2 separate regions of the Ovis aries genome follow, and region 2 is linked to region 1. Evidence: chromatin contacts called from public Hi-C data. All regions are on one chromosome and are shown on one strand. The core of a region is the stretch at or near the end of the contact, and the rest is flanking DNA. Distances in the headings are between cores, read along the strand shown. Region 1 holds the start of LOC105609869 (soma ferritin-like). Region 2 overlaps DCBLD2 (discoidin, CUB and LCCL domain containing 2).

Region 1 (2,599 bases), core at 27-2,526:
CGGGGCCTCTCTCATTTCTTCTGGTTTCCAGTGCCTTCCCTACCCTCACCTTGTTATGCTATGCTTGAAAAAAAGACCTTAACAGCCTGATCAGTGCGAATTTAAACCACAATTCCTAGGGATTCAAATTGTCTCCAAGGAAGACACTAGTATGTAAGTTTTATTTGTCACTGTAGAGTAAAAGACAAGTCCTAATCAAGCAGTTTCAAGCATCAGAAAGTTGGCAGGGATAAAATCTTGCAAGTTTACAGTAAGTGGTAAGACTTAAGGTGTAAGGTAGAGGTTCTCATCCTTTTCGAACCCAGGTGCCTGCACTGCTTTGCGTTCCATGTGACCCTACCAGCCAAAAGATTCTGGCTAGCCTTATTCCAGGTCACAAGGTATAGGTACATTATCAGTTTTCAAATCCACATGCTTCTCAGAATCCTTATGGACTTCCCCTCCTCTATGCCCTAAAGTTGTCAACTAAAACACATCTCACAACCTAAATGTTAACAGTTGTGTTTCATTTGATGATAATTTTTAGGAGGCAGCATCTCAAGTAATCCTGAGAGAACTGTTTTGAGAAGGTGAGGGGTGGAGGTGGGGAGTCAGGATTTATAGAAAATTTGCAACAAAGGGCAGGTAGTCTGAAGTCAAAGGTTATTAACAATAAAGAAAACCAGATAGCTCAAGTTAAGGAATTTAGTGCCTTTTCTATGCATGAGAAGGTGGAAGAGCCTGGGCTCTCTGAAATAATTCCTTTGATATGCACCTCACCTATGGGGCCAATATCCTGTGTTTTCACAACCTGAGTTCCCTCAGGGCTCACTAGCTCACTGTCCTGTGGTGGCTGCAATCTCTGATGGTTGTGATAGCCTTTGTTTACTGATACGGCAGGAAATATCCCATTTATCAAAGCTCTGTTGAATAACTGACTTCAGGCCTGCCAATAATATATGAGTCTCCCTTTTGTAGAGAGAATTAGAAGAGACCCTGACATCCCTCTGGTACCTTTCCTGCCTTCTAACAACACACACAGTCATAACTCCACTGCAGTTACTAAATTGTATTATGTTCACCAATTCCCAAGTCTGGAGAGCCAAACGTAAGAAATGTATTATTCAAGTGACTCAGTTTAGTTACTTTCAGCTAGCTACAGAGTCAGGCTAATTATTAGCAAAGTACTGTATTGCAAAACAGATAGATATGTTTGACTTGGCTTACTTAGGCCAATTTATCAGAAATTCTAATGGGGGTGGTTGTTGGTTTATAGGGCTTCTCAGATGTTGCTACTGATAAAGAATCCACTAGCCAGTGCAGGAGACAGAAGAGACTCGGGTTTTATCCCCCGGTCAGGAAGATCCCCTGGAAGAAGGCATGGCAACCCATTCCGGTATTCTTGCCTGGAGAATCCCATGGACAGAGGAGCCTGGCGGGCTACAATCCATGTGGTTTTACAGAATCAGACATGACTAAAGCAGGTTAGTACGCACAAACGTGGATTGATAGCAGTGAGATTATCAAAGAAGTGGAATATTTTAAATTTTTACTCTATTTTTGACTGAGAATTTGTATTCTAAACGTTTAGGTCTTTAGGGGCAAATATTTCCATGAATCATTAAAATGATTTTTAAAGCTAAATATAAGCTAAATATCCAATTCAGTGTTGCTGACTTGCTCTTTTTCTTTACTGAAGTAATTTCAAAATTAGCTTTTCATAGAGGTATAGATATTACCAAGTATTCTAGAAAATTTGTATAAAATAAAGAAAACCATGGTGCCAGCCCCTTAAGTCTTTCATTTTCTGTCTTTAGCTCCTCTGTAATTCTTCCCTAGAGTAATATGTATGTGATATCTGGAGTTGCAGCAACTATTTTGTGACCAAGATTAAGAAAGTCCCATGAGAAATATATTTCTCCTTCAATATTACAGAGCAGTAATATTGAAAGAGCCTGGCTCCTGACGACATTCTCGATCGGATGCACCAGCCCTGGGCTGTCTACCTTTGTAGTTGTTGTAATACAGGAAAAAATAAAGAAGGTACTAGTTGTCAGATTTTGTTTTACTTGCAGTTTAAGTCTTTCTAATACTCTAATTATTCCTCCTTTGCTCAGATACCCACCCTGGAAGCAATCAACAATAGCTAAGGGTAGAAGATAGGATCATGTTAAGACACAGGGGACCTCCCTCTATAATTAGTGTTGGAGAGAATGGGTGGTGAGTGTGGGATGTTATTTCTAGAAAATGACAATTAAATAGAAAGGAAAATGATATTGTAAATGCCTACTTTAGAGAGAAGTTTTTGAAGATGATTCCAGCAATTGAGCCAGTGTGGATCTAAAATTAACAAAAATATGAAATTCAGAAAGAGAGGAGATAGGAGGTAATAACTTTGATCCAGACAGTTATTGAAAGCGTTATTTCCTCCAGCTTAGCTGACGCTCTCCAGATGGTCATTTGCGTGAATGCAGGAGTTCCACTTCTTTCCACCCACCCCTTCACTATACTATGTTCTCAGCATCCATTCTAGATGGCTTAAAAATATCATGGGTCAACTGAAAAGAGGAAGCAGGGGGGTCATTTTGGAAAATGTTAGGGGAAAAGTGTGATATATGCA
Region 2 (2,599 bases), core at 50-2,549, 220 kb after region 1:
TGACATGTAAAGTACTTAGAACAGTGCCTGGCATGGGTCAGGGAGTCAGTAAGTGGCAGCTGTTTTTATTATTACTTTTCTCCTGGCTACCTTTATAAGCCCCTTAACGGCAGTTTCTCTTTGTTCCTTGTGACAAAGCCAGTTGTCCGCAATTTCATCCACTAAGTTCTTAAAAGTAACCTTAATTCTGCAGCTCAGACCTTCTGTCCTGAACAGGCTCATGTTCCATCTACCTCTTTGCGGAGTCTGAATGTCCACAGAGTCCTCTAGACAGCATCCCAAACTCATCTCAGGACTTGCCTCCGGGCTCTCAACAGTTCTGCTCCCTGCTGCTCACCCCCCAGCCCGGGGCTTTAACCGTAGATAATTAGACCTGATCGGCTGACTGTTAGAGGCCTGGACCGAATCCCCACCCTGCTGACCAGGTGACCTCGGCAAGTTACTCCTGCTCTCTCAGTCTCACTTTCCTCTTCTGTAAAATGGGATCTGTAACAATACCTGCTTTACAAACTGGTTAAATGAGGTAAACATGTAAGGCATTTAGAATCATGCCTAAAGTCAGCATTTCCTTTGATTTTGTATAAGGATTTGCCATTGGTGTTCTCATCACCGCTAGTGCTGCTGTCCACTTGCCTGACAGCAGCATGGACTTCCCCTCCTGGACTCTCCTACAGCCCTGTTCCCTCCTTCCCCTCCTCACCCTCCCCCGCCATGCTAAGCTGTCTGTCCTGCAGACAGGGTCCTTCCTCCTGTGGAACACACTGTAGTCAGTCCTGTTTCGATGGCATTTCTTTTGTGTTACGATTCCTACTCCTCATGTGTGAAACTTACAGGATTTAAGCTACTTATGACGTGCACATGTGTGTGTGTGCGTTAGTGGCTCAGCTGTATCTAGCTCTTTGCGACTGCATGGACTGTAGCCCAGCAGGCTCCTCTGTCCATGGTATTCTCCAGGCAAGCATACTGGAGTGACTTGCCATTCTCTCCTCCAGGGGATCTTCCCAATCTAGGAAGTGAACCCAGATATCCTGCATTACAGGCAGATTCTTTACCAACTGAGCTACCGGGGAAGCCTGTACGACTCACTACCTAGCTCAAAATGGGAGTCCCAGTGGCCAAGGTGAGCTTTCCTAAGAGTTGTTTTGAAACATCTGCTGTAGGGTTGCCAGTGTCTTAGAGTGGTACACTGAGAACATTACTTTAGATCAGAAGTTTGATGGGCCATGCACAGCACAGGAACAGACAGAGACACTGAAGGAGTCAGGGCTCCTCCCCTGGGTAACAGTTCTTCCTTAAGAGGGGACCACTGAGCTGAGTGACCTGAAGGCTCTTGGCGGGAGGCCCTGACCCCCTGCACATGGACGCTGCCCACGGCCCTGCTGGGGCCAAGGCCTGCGGCTGGACCAGAGACCGCTGCTGCTGGTGCCGGGACGCCTCCTTCCAGACCGCTCCCTGGAGTGGTTCCCTGCTCTGCCCAACCTGAGTTCTGTGCTAATTACGTGTAATAAACCCAGTGACTTGCTGAATACTGGCTACTGTTTCATCTCCAATCTTGTGATTCCTACCTGCCCTGACAGCTCGGCCCTGTGACAAGCAGGTTCCATGGTGGATGGTTCTATGCAATGTATTCTCTCCCACTGGACAGACTTTGGGGCTCACCAGAGGACTCTCACCAGACGGCTCAAATACTTGGTACAGAGTCAGAGCGCAAATATTTAATGGCTAAACAAATGAGCTCCCTCCAAACCTGTTAGTCACCAAAGCTGTCCCCACTGCTATGTTATCTCTACTGGTCTAAATGCACAAGCCAGAAACTGGAGTGAATCCTAGATCCTCCTCCTCAAGTCCCCCACTGACACCACTGGCAAACTTCTCCCCCTTCTCCTAGCACTGCTGTGCTATGTTCCTGCCTGCCCTTCATAGTTTCCTAACTCATCTCTCTGTCTTTCCTAGTCTCTTGTCTCTTCAGTCCACCTTCACAAACTGCTGCCACCATTTTCCTACAGTCATCTGATAATATCACCTGCCTGCTGAACACTGGTCAATGCGTTCCACATCTACAGAAAGCCCTTCCTGGTCCAGACCAGGCTGCCTTTCTATGAGTCTCCCAGTGCTCCCCCACGCCAAGCCCCTGTGAGACAACTCACTATTCTGCCTACGTTCCACATCTCCGTGCCTTCTCCCAAGCCATGCCCTCAGTCTGGGCCATTCTCTCTTCTTCTATCTAGCTAAAATCAGCTCCTCCTTTAAGGGAAAACTTGTCAAACATGAGGATTACTCTTTTCCGAAAAAAAGGTTTCAGGTAACTCTTAAGATTCTTGCATCTGTGTTCCTCTGCACTTCACATACAACTCATCAACCCAAAGTATAGTGGTCAACCTGCCAGACAGTCTGGAGATAAGAATGGTGTTTCATTCTCTCAGTAAATGTTACTCAGTATCTATTATACCTTACTACTGTGTGTAACTCAGTGTGTAACACAAAGTTTGATGTAATAAAGGTACTCAATAACTTATTATGAGATTGAACTTACTCATTTTTTATGGGAATAAAGGAGAAATGTACATATTTTTATTTTAATGACCACCTTAACTCCTAC

The links. Hi-C and Micro-C count contacts between places; a contact is called where the count stands out from the background.
Region 2: a contact with region 1 is called in a Hi-C map of liver, with 6 times the contacts expected there. The contact joins the enhancer-like site here to the promoter of LOC105609869 in region 1. A contact is called at or near these places in 13 of 16 Hi-C or Micro-C datasets (blood, hypothalamus, liver and 7 more).

What each region holds. Positions count from the first base shown.
Region 1 is chr1:163,817,596-163,820,194 of ARS-UI_Ramb_v3.0, forward strand. It overlaps LOC105609869 (soma ferritin-like), which reads left to right and starts at 1,277. Exons shown (of 4, transcript XR_009600882.1): 1 at 1,277-1,463.
Region 2 is chr1:164,036,187-164,038,785 of ARS-UI_Ramb_v3.0, forward strand. All of the region lies in intron 13 of DCBLD2 (discoidin, CUB and LCCL domain containing 2), which reads right to left. It also overlaps a transcript of ST3GAL6 not described here. Among named protein-coding and RNA genes, the nearest start is that of TRNAE-UUC, 67 kb to the right of the region's middle. Within about 2 kb of position 1,300, at least 8 of the 54 cell types and tissues checked have an H3K27ac peak or open chromatin away from gene starts, as enhancers often do. A contact at or near this core is called in hypothalamus and liver, where this site is marked.